2 separate regions of the Gossypium hirsutum genome follow, and region 2 is linked to region 1. A link is a contact called in public Hi-C data. All regions are on one chromosome and are shown on one strand. Each heading gives the region's core, a stretch centred on a gene start, on an enhancer-like site or on the middle of the called end of the contact. The rest is flanking DNA. Distances are from core to core; before and after follow the strand shown.

Region 1 (7,255 bases), core at 4,730-7,229:
AATCTCAAGCCAGCACTAGCAAGGTACGGAAACTCATTCCTACCTGCTGTACCAGTAGTGATTTCACTCCCACTTCTTTCCTGTTTAAGAATTCCATGATTCCAAAGGTGAAAGAGATCACTGATAGACTGAATAGTTTGACCAATAGAAGAAGAAGTTTGGGGTTGAGTGACATCTTGTCTCAAGCTCCAACCTCCAAGGGAAAGCAACCTAGGCTGCAACCAACTTCCGTGGTGGATGGAGCTGTGGAGTATGTCGGTAGACACAAGAAGAAGACAGAAATGATTGAGTTGCTCAAAGGCTGTTGGTGCAAGAGGCAGCAATAGGCTGTTTTGTATCTTGCTTGAATAGCAAGTCTCGAGCCTTGGTGAAGAAACAAACTCGGAAGCAGAAACAGAAAATGAAACTAGCTAGTGAATAACAGAAAAGAGAGAAGAAGATTTGAATGAAAAATGAGCTGATCTTTTTCATTAACACATCAACAAGGCATTAAGCCATTACATATATCAGTCAACAAGTAAAACAAACAAGTAATCACCTAATCAACTACCTAACTCCACTAATTTGCATTGAAACTTACAAGATTAGCTTGTACAACTTGCATTGCTGACTTTTCAGTCAATCAATATCAAAACATTTACCTACTTAGTTCAACATGAACTAGATTACAAAACAATCAAAATGGAACTAAAAACAGCAAGTGGATTGGCAGCTTCAAACTTCAAGTTCTACACACCATGGCACCACTGCTTGTTGCTATTTCTTCGAGCATGACCACCTTTGTATGTCGTGCATGGCCACCTTTGCATGGGAACTAAACTTAACACTCCTCCTTAGTTTCCATGCCAGTAACACCTAATTCCCTTTTGAATTTAACAAATTTAGACACATTGAGTGCCTTTGTGAAGATATCAGCAATTTGCACTTCTGAATTGCAATGAATCAGCTCGATTTCATGAGCTTGTTCCATCTCCCTTATAACATGCAACTTAATATTGAAGTGCTTGGTTCTGCCATGAAAAATGGGATTTTTTGCAATTGCAACAGCAGATTTGTTGTCACAATAAATCTCTGTTGCCTCCTTTTGGTTTTGGTTTAAATCAGCCAAGATTTTTCTAAGCCATATGGCTTGATTCACAGCAGATGCAGCAGCAACATATTCAGCTTCTGCTGTTGATTGTGCCACCAGACTTTGTTTCTTAGAACTCCAGCAAAACATGCCTGAGCCAAGACTAAATGCATATCCGGATGTGCTCCTCATGTCATCACTCGATCCAGCCCAGTCACTATCAACATAGCCTATCAGCTTCATGTTTTCAGCCCTTTTGAACAATACACCATGATCAATGGTGCCTTTGATGTATCTTAGCACTCTTTTAGCTGCTCGAAAGTGCTGATCATTGCAGCAATTCATGTATCTAAATAGCACACTAACAGCAAACATGATATCGGGCCTTGTTGCAGTCAAATACAACAGACTACCAATAAGACTCTTGTACATGGTCTCGCAAATTGGTTCACCACTCCCTTGCCTCGAAAGCTTCACTCCAACAACCATTGGTGTGCTTGTTGGCTTGCAGTTCTTCATAGAGAACTTGTCCAAGATCTTCATAGTAAAAGAACTCTGGCTAAGAAAGATTCCCTTTTCTGTTTGCTTCACTTCCATTCCAAGGAAGTAGTTCATTCTGCCTAAATCAGACATTTCAAACATTTCCATCATTTTTCTTTTGAAATCTTCCAGCATTCTTCTATCTCCTCCAGTTACCAATAGATCATCAACATAGAGTGACAGAATAAGCTGAGTTTCAGCTTGGTTCTTCTTCACATACAGTGTTGGTTCACTGGGACTTCTCTCAAATTCCAAACTGAGCAAGTAAGAGCCAATTCGAGCATACCAGGCTCGAGGAGCCTGTTTCAGGCCATATAAAGCCTTTTTCAGTCTGTACACCATGTGTTCTTTGCCAGTGATCACAAATCCTTGAGGCTGCTCAATGTAGATCTCTTCTTCCAGGAAACCATTGAGAAATGCAGACTTAACATCAAGCTGATGAACGGTCCACTGATGTTGAGCAGCCAAGGCAACTATCATTCTAACTGTGTCAAGCCTGGCTACTGGTGCAAATGTCTCCAGGTAGTCTAGACCATACCTTTGGTTAAATCCTTTGACAACAAGCCTGGCTTTTAGCTTGTTCAGACTGCCATCTGCATTTTGTTTTACTCGATAGACCCATTTTACTCCAATGGTCTTCTTTCCAGTAGGTTTATCAACTAGCTCCCATGTATGGTTCTTCTCAATCATGTTGATTTCATTGACCATAGCTAGTTTCCAGCCTTCATGTGCCTCAGCCTCTTCAAAACTGCTAGGTTCTGCTATTGCAACCTGTGCCCTTTCATAAATATCTTCTAGGGGCCTTGTGCCTCTCACAGGCACATCATCAACATCCATTTCAGGTCCTAGCTGCTCAAGTTCAGCTTGATTAGGCACTAGGTCTTCTGAAACTGCTTCTGGCTCATTTTTCTCCCAATTCTAGCAGGCTTTTTCATCAAAGATGACATCTCTGCTCACCTGGACTTTGTTTGTCAAGGGATCCAGAACCCTGTAGCCCTTCTTGACTGAGCTGTAGCCTACTAGAACACCTGGTTGAGCCCTTTTAGAGAGTTTGTCTCTCTTTGCTGCTGGTATTTGTGCATAACACAGGCAACCAAACACCTTCAGATGTGCCAAGGAAGGCTTGAAACTGAACTAAGCCTCGAAAGGTGTCTCGGATGCAAGAGCTTTGGTAGGAAGCCTGTTCTGAAGGTAAACAGCAGTGTTTACTACCTCAGCCCACATGGTCTTGGGCAGTTTCTTTTCAAACAGGAGACATCTGGCCATATCCATCAGACTTCTGTTCTTTCTTTCAGCTACCCCATTCTGCTGAGGTGTGTAGACATTTGTAAGCTGATGTTTGATACCAGCATCATTGCAAATGGCTTGAAACTGAGCTGAAGTGTACTCAGTGCCATTGTCTGTTCTTATCGATTTCAGCTTGCAACCTGTTTCTGTTTCTACAGCATTTTTAAACTTCACAAACACTTGAGCTACCTCAGACTTGTGTTTTAAAAAGAAAATCCAGCAAAACCTTGTAAGATCATCAATAAAGAGGATGAAATACCTGTTTTTGCTGAGTGATTCAGTCCTCATCGGGCCACATACATCAGAGTGCACCAGCTGCAGTCTTTCAGTAGCTCTCCAAGCTGAATTTGTAGGAAATGGCAGTCTTGCCTGTTTCCCCATTTGGCAAACTTCACACACATCATCATGCTCCACTGAGCTGGTGAAGTTCTCTGCCATGCCCTCTTTGGCCAATCGAGCCATTGATCTGAAGTTGGCATGTCCAAGCCTTTGATGCCAAAGCTTGAAGTCATCAACAGAAGTTGTGTATGCTGAGTTTGAGTCATTTGCCCAGTGAACCTCAAAGCATTTATCAGTCATTGTGACTGTCATAAGGCTTGATCCACTTGGATCAGTAATGTGGCATTGTTTGTCCTTGAACACAACAGAATAACCTTTCTCGAGCAGTTGAGCTATGCTGAGAAGGTTTCTGTCAATCTCTGGCACCAACAGCACATTTGGAATGATCTTGTTGCCTGTGGGAGTACTTATCAGCACTTCTCCTCTTCCTTCAGCCCTTATAAACTGACCATTTCCAACCTTGACCTTGGTTTTATAACTTCTGTCCAAGGTTTTAAACAAGGAGGCATCTGGTGACATGTGGTTAGTGCAACCACTGTCCAGCAACCAGCCTTTTGAGCATTTCTTCTCAGTAGCTAAACAGGAAACAGCAAAGACCTGTTCTTCTTGGTCACTACTGTCCTCAGCTACTCGAGCTTTAACCTTTGACTGCTGAAATTGATTCTGCCTTGGCTTACTCCTGTTTTTGCAGACCCTTTCAACATGGCCCTTCTTCTTGCAGTGTTGGCATACTGCATCTGGCCTAAACCAGTATCTGTCTTCTGGATGGCCAGGCTTCTTGCAATATCTGCAGGGCTGGTCATTGCTCCTTGCAGCATCAGGCTTAGGCCTGTTTTTCTAAGGCTTTTTGCCTCTTTGAGCATTGGTGCTCGAGGCTTCTCTGGCCTTGGCTTGAAATGCACCTTCTTGGTGATCTTCAGCTCTGCTAGCTCTCCTTTGTTCCTGAGCATAGAAGGTGTTGATTAACTCAGTCAAAGAGATGGTAGCAAGATCTCTTGAGTCCTCTAGGGAGGATATCTTGGCCTCATATCTTTCAGGCAAAGTGGAGAGGACTTTCTCCACAATTCTTGCCTCATCAAAGTGCTCACCTAGGAGCCTTATGCTGTTAACCACTGCCATAATTCTATCTGAATACTGCTTCACTGTTTCTTCTTCCTTCATCTTCAAATTCTCGAAATCCCTTCTCAAGTTTAACAGCTGCTGTTGCCTTGTTCTCTCAGTGCCTTGAAACTCCTCCTTAAGCTTGTCCCAGGCCTGTTTTAGAGTCTCACAGGCCATAATTCTGGTAAAGATGACATCTGATACACAGTTCTGAATACAGGACATGGCTTTATGCCTTTTGGTCCTCTCATCAGCATGTTGTCTGATCTGAGCTACTGTGGGATTAGCCCTCAGTGGTGCTGGCTCAGCATCTGTGTTAACAACTTCCCACAGATCAAAGGCCTGTAGGTAAGTCTTCATCTTGACCAGCCATATGTGAAAGCCTTCTCCATTGAAGACTGGTGGGGCTGCTGGTGAAAATCCTGAAGAAGCCATCAGGTTCCTTGATTTGAGGCAACAGGTCCACTAAGACAAGAGCTCTGATACCAATTGTTGGTGCAAGAGGCAGCAACAGGCTGTTTTGTATCTTGCTTGAATAGCAAGCCTCGAGCCTTGGTGAAGAAACAAACTCGGAAGCAGAAACAGAAAATGAAACTAGCTAGTGAATAACAGAAAAGAGAGAAGAAGATTTGAATGAAAAATGAGCTGATCTTTTTCATTAACACATCAACAAGGCATTAGGCCATTACATATATCAGTCAACAAGTAAAACAAACAAGTAATCACCTAATCAACTACCTAACTCCACTAATTTGCATTGAAACTTACAAGTTTAGCTTGTACAACTTGCATTGCTGACTTTTCAGTCAATCAATATCAAAACATTTACCTACTTAGTTTAACATGAACTAGATTACAAAACAATCAAAATGGAACTAAAAACAGCAAGTGGATTGGCAGCTTCAAACTTCAGTTTCTGCACACCATGGCACCACTGCTTGTTGCTATTTCTTCGAGCATGACCACCTTTGTATGTCGTGCATGGCCACCTTTGCATGGGAACTAAACTTAACAAAGGCGATACCTCCAATGGAGTTTCAGTCCTTTCCATCGTGGGCATGGGAGGGATGGGTAAAACAACTCTTGCTCAGCTTGTTTACAATGACGCCACCATCAACCAGTCTTTTGATCTCAAGGCCTGGGTATGCGTTTCTGATAATTTTGATGCAATTGCTATAACAAAGGCAATTTTACAGTCCATCACTTCTGAGTCATGTGATTACAGTAACTTGGATTTACTTCAAGTTAAGTTGAAGGAGAAGTTGTCTGGGAAAAGATTCTTGCTTGTTTTAGATGACATTTGGAACGAGAATTATAATGATTGGACCATCTTACGGTCTCCATTTGGAGCAGGGACCGCTATCATTGTAACCACTCGTCTTCAAATTGTTTCATCTATTGTGGATCCGCTTAAAGCTTTTCATTTGGATAAGCTATCAGATGATGATTGTTTATCCATATTTACACAGCATGCACTAAAAGCAATAAATTTCGACGGACATCCCCACTTCAAAGAAATTGGAGAGAAAATTATTAGAAGGTGCAATGGCTTGCCTTTGGCTGCAAAAGCTATTGGAAGCTTGCTACGCACAGTTAAATATCATCGAGAATGGGAAAGAATATATGAGAGTGAGATATGAAACTTACCAGAAGAGCAGTGTGGCATAATTCCAACTTTGCTATTAAGCTACCATCATCTTCCGTCATACTTGAAACGATGTTTTGCATATTGCTCCATACTTCCTAAAGATTATGAATTTGAAGAAGAAGAAATTATCTTGTTCTGGAGAGCTGAAGGTCTCTTGCAACAAAAAGCTATGCCTCAAGTTAAAGATATTGGAAATCAATATTTTCAAGATCTAGTGTCGAGGTCATTTTTTCAGATATCCAGTAAAGATGAGTCCCGATTTGTAATGCATGACCTTATCAATGATTTAGCTCAAGTAGTTGCAGGAGATATATGCTCCAAACTGGAGTCTGATAAGCAACAAAAGTTTTCACATCGCACTCGACATTCTTCTTATATTGCTGGAAGTTATGACACTGTGAAAAAGTTTGAAGCATTTGATCAAGTCAATTCTATACGTACTTTTCTACCTATAAGGTTGTCACGTTATTCGAGGTCTCTTTTAACTAATGTTGTTTTGGTTGATTTGTTGCCAAAACTTGGCTACTTAAGGGTGCTTTCTTTGAGTGGGTATGAAATAGATGAGTTTCCTGATGTTTTTGAAAATTTAAAGCATCTTCGCTTCTTGAATTTTTCTTACACCCGTATCATATGCTTACCAGATTCTTTGTGCACTCTCTACCATTTGGAAACTTTATTATTAAAGAAGTGTTCAAAGCTTCAAAAGCTACCCTCGAAGATGGAAAAGCTTGTTAACTTGCAATATCTGGATATCAGAGGTGCAAACTTAATAGAAAGGATGCCTTTCGGAATTGGTAAGCTAACCAATCTTCAAAGGTTATCAAATTTTATCATAGGGGAAGGTGATGGACATAGTATCAGAGAATTGAAATATTTGTCAAACCTCAAAGGTGCTTTTTGTCTTTCTGGGTTGCAGAATGTTAAGGGTGAAGATGCAGGGGAAGCCAAGTTAAATGAGAAGCAGGGGATTGATCGATTGGTATTGAAATGGAGTTGGGACTTTAAGAAAGATACAAGGAAAAAAGAAGTTGAAGACTCGGTGTTAGACTCTCTTCATCCTTCGAAAAAGCTTGAGCAACTCGTCATTGAGAATTATGGTGGTGCAAAATTCTCTACTTGGATTGCAGATTCTTCCTTCAAGAATATGTTGTCATTGGAGCTTCACGACTATAAAAATTGCAAATCCCTACCATCGATTGGAAGGTTATTGTTGTTAAAAGATCTTTCAATTAGTGGTTTAGATCAAGTACACAAGATTGGTGCTGAGTTGT
Region 2 (6,593 bases), core at 2,632-5,131, 85 kb before region 1:
GCCAAGGTTTTTATCTTGGAGGGAAAATTAGAGCCACTTGAAGGGGGTTGTGGATTCTTTGTGTTTCCAAGGCTTCTTAGGACTTCTACACGCCACGTTCTATCTTTCCATTTATCTTCTTTATTCACTTTCTTAATCTTTGATTTATTATTTGTTTTAATTATTTTATCTAACTTGGATTTAATTTCGTTTCAGGTTGTGTCAAAAATTCAAGTTTCTTTCCGAACGTCTAGAGCCCTAAGTCAAATCCGCGACTTTGACAAACTTTACGATCCGCTTTCGCGTTCATCCTTCTCACCCTTTATCAAGTCACTTTCTAGTTACTAAAAGAAGATTAACTTAAGCATCAAAGGGTGCTATAGAGGCTCAACTCCGGTGCCTCCTTGACCTCTTTTCCTCTCCTTTCTCAGTTCTATTCAGCCCATCTTCCTGCTAAAAATGAGTCCATGTTATTAAAACATTTTATGTATCAATAACTGAGTCCTCTCAAATAAGAATTGAAAATTTTAAATATAAAATAAACAGCTAATGTGCAATTCGTAGGAAGATCAGATATGTAATGCCAATCTTGGATTCCACAAGCAGACTCATAGGTAAGGAAACAAGTAATGCGACAAGCAAACAACAGCTTGATAGACGGAAATTGCTATGAAATTTTCAATCTAAATTAAATTAATTTATAGAGTATTCAAAACTTTAATTCAGTCCGTTCTATTTGGCAATTAGCAGGTGGATTTTTCAAGAAGTTTTAATGTTAAATATTAATAAACAATAATATAATAATAGAAAATAAAAAAAACTAATCTAGGAAATAAAAATAATAATAAAACAAATCTTCCTCTATTTAGAATTTTTTTTGAAGTCATTAAATGTTAAGTCATCGTGATTCTCGTCCTCTCTAGATTCCCCTTTTCTCTGTATGTCTTGTTATTTTGCTCTTGTAGATGTCTTCTTATTTTTGTTTCTTGTTCCAGGAGCTTTCTTTTTCGTTTCTTCTTTGATGGATCTTTACTTTTCTAAATCTACCAAATAGTGGTTGAAATTGATGGAGGGCCACACAGAAGCTGCCATGAAATTTCCATTTGGAATTAATTTTTTGGCCTATTCCTATTCAAAATTTTAATTCAACTCATTCTCTTTCGCAATTAGATGGTGGCTTTTCAAGAAATTTACGACTTATTTCGTGCTTACCATTTAAATACATCTTATTTATCAATTTTATATTTTTGCTTTCGGATTATCGGTAAGATGAACTTTTGTGGTTAAAAATACAACTCTGTTAGCAATCCCCAAAACAAGACGGGTGTTTGCTATATTGGTGTCTATTAATCATGATATTTAATGGCAATACCAAATTCAACTAAATTTGCAATATGCCAAACAAGTGTCATACTCACCACGTGTGATGGTCTGTAAAAAAATAAAAAGAGAAAATTAAATTTAATTCAGATAATTAAAATAAAAATAAAAATAAACAGAAGCGAAATTAGATTGAATAAATCGATGTGATGATCTTCTAGCTTCAAGCTCGATTTTTGCTTTAGTCTCGAATCGATTCTTGATAACAAGTCTTCTACTTTAACCAGTAAGTCTATTATAGTGGTTGATGACACTTCAGACCAACCCTTTCATGTATAAGTTAATTACGAGAACACCAAATCAACTCTTTAGTAGCCTTGCAAACTAGAAGGGCCCAACTCGAATCAACGGCCTTAACCATGTGAGTCCTTTAAATCCATTTGCTATTTCCCTTGATGGGTACAACTAACCACTTAATTGGACATGCCAATGTGTTCTTCAGTAATCCGAATACAACAACCAATACTATTGATTCTTCCAATTGTATGCCTATCAGCACTAAATTAACCCACACTTTTTGACTTGTGTCAAAATAACTTTGAGACAAAAGTATCTCTGTCTTAAATCAAAGGGATAACAAATACCAGGTAGAAGATTTTAACGTTCGGTTTTAGGTCTCACGACTCTCTTCCGAATTGACTATTGGCCTAAAACTAGAAGAGAAGTTTAGCTTGTCATGAAATTAAGAATACTAGTATAATAGTTCAACAAGAATTAAATAAAAGAAATAAACAAATAAAAGAAGGGGAAAAAATGGAAGGGTGGCGTGGCGGCGCAATATTATACAAGAGAAAAAGAAAGAACATAATTAGAAATATAGAAGAAAAGAAATTCCATTTGCAATCGAATTCTGACCAAAACCAAAAAGTATAACATACACACAAAAAAATTAAAAATCAAAATGCCTCATCCTACTTAAACTCTTGAAATAAAAAAATTTACTAAGAATGCAATAGAGAATAAAATAGGAAAATAATCGAAGATAACTAATGAGATAGACAATACTTCACCTATTATTATGAAGTTGAATTAAATGATTTATTCACTTGTCTTGATCCGTAAAAATTCCTAATTTATGCTAATGTCTCTTTCGAGAGTAAGAACAACTGACTCTAGGTTGATTAATTGAAATCTTTTTCTAATTAAAACCCCTATTGTCACATTAACTCGATCTATGAGTTTCTAATCTAGTAGATTTATGTTGTCTTATTTCTAGAATTGCATGCAACTCTACTCAGTTATGGTAAATCTACTCTTAAATAGGGACTTTTGCTCCACTAAAATAAGCACATTAAACTTGAAAATATTAAAACAAGAAATAAGCATACATAATTGAGAACAAGAATCAAGTATTTATCGTGAAAATCAAAAATCAAATAATAAGATTCATCATAGGTTTCATCTTCCCTAGGTATCTAGGGAATTTAGTTCATAATCCTGAATAGAAACATCTCAAAGTTAGGATAATCACAAGACATAAAGAAACTCAATAAAACTTCAAGAGAAATTAAATGAAGATCTTCAATCTTGAAGAAGATTCGCTTCCGAGTTGATTCCTATGGCGTTCTTCAAGTGTTTTATTCAATTTTCTCTGTTGGCCCTCTTAGGTCTTCCTCTAAAGGTATTTATAGACTTTAAAATGCTCAGAAATCCTAAAAATTGGGTTTTTTTCATGTAAAAGAGAATCAGGGTGCGAAATCAACATGGGCTACACATGGGCATGTGGCCAGCTCGTGTGGCTCACTGGGCATGTGCCCAGGCTGAGTGGAACCTGAAAAAAGTTTTTTTCGTCTGATTTTGGCTTATTTTTAGCTCCTTTCACTCTCATATGCTTACCTAAGTATAGAAATATGAATTTAAAGGATTAGGAGCATCAAATTCACTAATTTACATAATAAATCATCCAAAAATGCATCAAGAATGGGTTTAAAATATGTTACTTTTTATAGCTTATCAAACATTTTTTCACTTCTCTAATTATTTCAACCAGGCATTGAAAGCTAAATAGTGGATGACTTCAACTAGTCTTCTTTTAGCTTATTTGATTTGATAAAACGGTTAGTTAATTGTGTGTCATATTTATTCAGAAATTTGAATGTTCAGTTTTCATCTGCATGTTCTGAATATGTTCTTCTGGTATTCCCTTCTTCTGTTGGAGTGTATTTTGGTACTTGGAACATAGTTGTAGATATGTTTTTTTATTCCTTGATTTTTTTTTACAGGCATTTGGAAGAAATATTGGTGAGAAAATTCCCATGGAGTATCTCTTTCAAAACACTCCTAGTACTCTTTAACACTTTCCATTTTGTTGTTGAATCTAAGCTGAAACTCTAATGCTTTTATAAACCGACTATATAGGGAACTTCAAAGGATCCTTTATAGGAGCAAGTTGAGGATTCATTCAGCCATGGCAAAAGAGGAGCATAAAAAAATTCAAAAACAGAGGTCCCACCCAACCCATGACCCTCCAACAAGTACTTGGGGTCCATCCACTTATTACAATTCAATGTCTCAAAGCCTTACTTTGATTACATTTCAACCTAACCATAGTTGCATTTGCTTTAGCATTATGGGTTAAGTAGTGCTCCTATATGCTTTCTTCTCAACTCCAAGGAAGGGGTGGAGCACTTCAACTCACAATCTAATTCATACAGGTTTAGTTTAATCTTAAGATTTGTGTTTGAAGTAGATAAACCAAACTATATTCTAATACTGCATCACACAATCCTTAATAATAAAATTATTTATTTTTAAGCAAGTTCTTTTACATGCTAAAAAAAAATTTCAAGTATTATTGATATAAATATTCATTGAAAGATTCAATTATTTGTTAATGGTAACTGATTTGGCTCAATTAATGTCTTGTATTATTTTAGACTTTGATTTGATTCAATTACTATTTAATTAATAAAAACATATATTTTTAAAATATTATTTTTAAAAAAACTTTTTTAATATATTTAAACAATAGAATAGATTTTTTCCAAACCCCACTTAGATTTATAGAGAAGTTTCTTATTGATTTTTGCATGAACCTCTACTAGGGCCATCCATTTTGGTGTTACAGGCACCTTAACCCACTATGGTCCCATAATATAAAAGAATGATATAATGATTTATTTGGGTTTTTAAATTTATAAAAAAAAAGCTATTTTAATTTTTCATTTAATTTTTCATCTTTTTAGCTCTTAAACTTATATGTTTTGTCAAATCATCCCAAAATGAATGAAAAAATTTATCCTATTGAGTCCTTACTGACCCCCCCCAAAAATCAACTATGCCCTTTCGTTAACAGAAACCGTCATACCATGTCAAGAAAATTTTTTAAAAATTATGTGCACTAACAAGGCATGCTAATTTAGCACGCCACATCAACAAAAAAATATTTTAAAATTAATAAAATATATATACATTTAAAATGATCCTGGACAATAATTTGTCTAAATTCATTTGATTTTCGATAATCATTTGTCCCGATTCATTCTAGATGTATATATATGTTTTATTAATTTTAAAATATTTTTATAATTTTTCTAACATGGTATGCCATATCAGCCCATCTGACATGTCAGTGCCATTTTGGCATGTGGAGAATTTGAAAGGCTTCACCTTCTCTCCTTTTGCATTTACAGTGATGTTTTCAACCCAAAAACAAAGTAGGACGAGTGTGGTTGCTATATCGTGTCAATAATCATGATGTTTAATGGCATTATTAAATTGAACCAAAGCTACAATAGGCTTTAAAGTTAATGGAAATAATAATTTGATATATAGGTATTAGATGGCATTGTGATCGAGATCAGGGTTTAATTGAATGGGACTTAGATTGGCATCGTCCTCATCGTTTTCCCTAAAGGAAAATTGGAATTTCAGAAATGGCAGAGAGATTTCATCAAAATTCAAAAGCCAAGGTCCCACCCTTAAGAATTCCCATGGAGTGTGAACAAGCAATCGTCATCAAATCTAGATGTAAATTTTAGTTTAGAAAAATCGAAAATTAAATGAACCGAACTTCAATAAAAAATACCAATAACCAAATGATTTCATAATTATAATAATAGAAGCAATTTCGTTTAATCAGTTTGATCGGTTATTTTGGTTAATCACACTAAAAATAAATGTAATTAAATTAATTAATTGGTCTAAAAGGAAAGTAATTTGGATTTAGTTAACAAATCTATTAAGAAAGCAAATCATAAATTTGCACAACGAAGTGATAGGCATACTACAATTGGCAAGATAGGCTACAATTAGTATACTTATCACACACGTATGAATTGAAATCATATATTTAGAATATAAGTGTGCATTTAAATATAACATACAATAAATAATTAAAGCATAGTATTTGAAATTAATTAATAATAAAGTGTGCATAATAAAATTAAAATATTAAAGTTTTAGTTGAGTGGTAACTTAATAATTTTATTAATGTAATTGATATGGGTTCAAAATTCCATTATATGCACATATTTTTATTTTTTATAATAAAAAGACTAGAGTGACATTTTCATAATTTCTTTAACCAAGTTAGTACCCGATTAACTCCTGACATCAACTAGACAGGAGCTTAAATAATAGTATAAATAGTAAAATAGTAAGTCAATTAACAATATAACTACAATCAATCTCATGGGTATAGCTAGGGCCTGGCAGGGACTCCTAAAATGAAAAAAATTTCATTTAGGCTCTTTAAAAATTTTAAAATTTTAAATTATAAAAGTAAAACTGCACTTTGCTCCCTCTAAAGATAATAAAAATCTGATTTAATCTTTTAAAAATTATAAATATATATACTATTAAAATGGTGAAATCGTAAAAATTGTAATTTATTTTTAGACCCTAAATTTTTTTTATATAATAAATACAGTAAATATTTGTGATTCAGAAGTTTAGAGTATTGGTGTTTGCTATATTTTGGCGATCAAGTTGTGAGAAATATAATATTTTGATCTTTAATTAAAGTACATATTTGGTCAAGATCAATTTAGGATAATGACCAAAAGCAAGAGAACAGAAAAGCATCAAAATTCAAAAGCAAAGGTCCCCTCATTTCCATTATTCCTTTCCCATTAGCACGAAAAGCAGCTTCTTTATCTGTACCCTGTGATTTCCAACTCATTGCCCTATAGTCTGAATTCTTACATGCTTTAAGGATATTGTGCCAATATCTTCAGCTTTCTCTAATTTTGCAGATTCCATTTCCCTTTCTTTCCTTTCTGTTCCCCGTCTTT

Evidence for each region. Hi-C and Micro-C count contacts between places; a contact is called where the count stands out from the background.
Region 2: a contact with region 1 is called in a Hi-C map of leaf, with 6 times the contacts expected there. The contact joins the enhancer-like site here to the promoter of LOC107923498 in region 1. A contact is called at or near these places in 8 of 34 Hi-C or Micro-C datasets (leaf and an unstated tissue).

The regions. Positions count from the first base shown.
Region 1 is chrA11:122,133,869-122,141,123 of Gossypium_hirsutum_v2.1, reverse strand. It overlaps LOC107923498 (putative disease resistance protein At3g14460), which reads left to right and starts at 5,979. Exons shown (of 5, transcript XM_041080257.1): 1 at 5,979-7,255. The coding sequence starts at 6,154. It overlaps LOC121210111 (putative disease resistance protein RGA3), which reads left to right and starts at 5,332. Exons shown (of 1, transcript XM_041082222.1): 1 at 5,332-6,044. The coding sequence starts at 5,332. The coding sequence ends at 5,976.
Region 2 is chrA11:122,217,624-122,224,216 of Gossypium_hirsutum_v2.1, reverse strand. It overlaps the pseudogene LOC121209505. Among protein-coding and RNA genes, the nearest start is that of LOC121210114, 8.7 kb to the right of the region's middle. Within about 2 kb of position 3,881, at least 2 of the 9 cell types and tissues checked have an H3K27ac peak or open chromatin away from gene starts, as enhancers often do.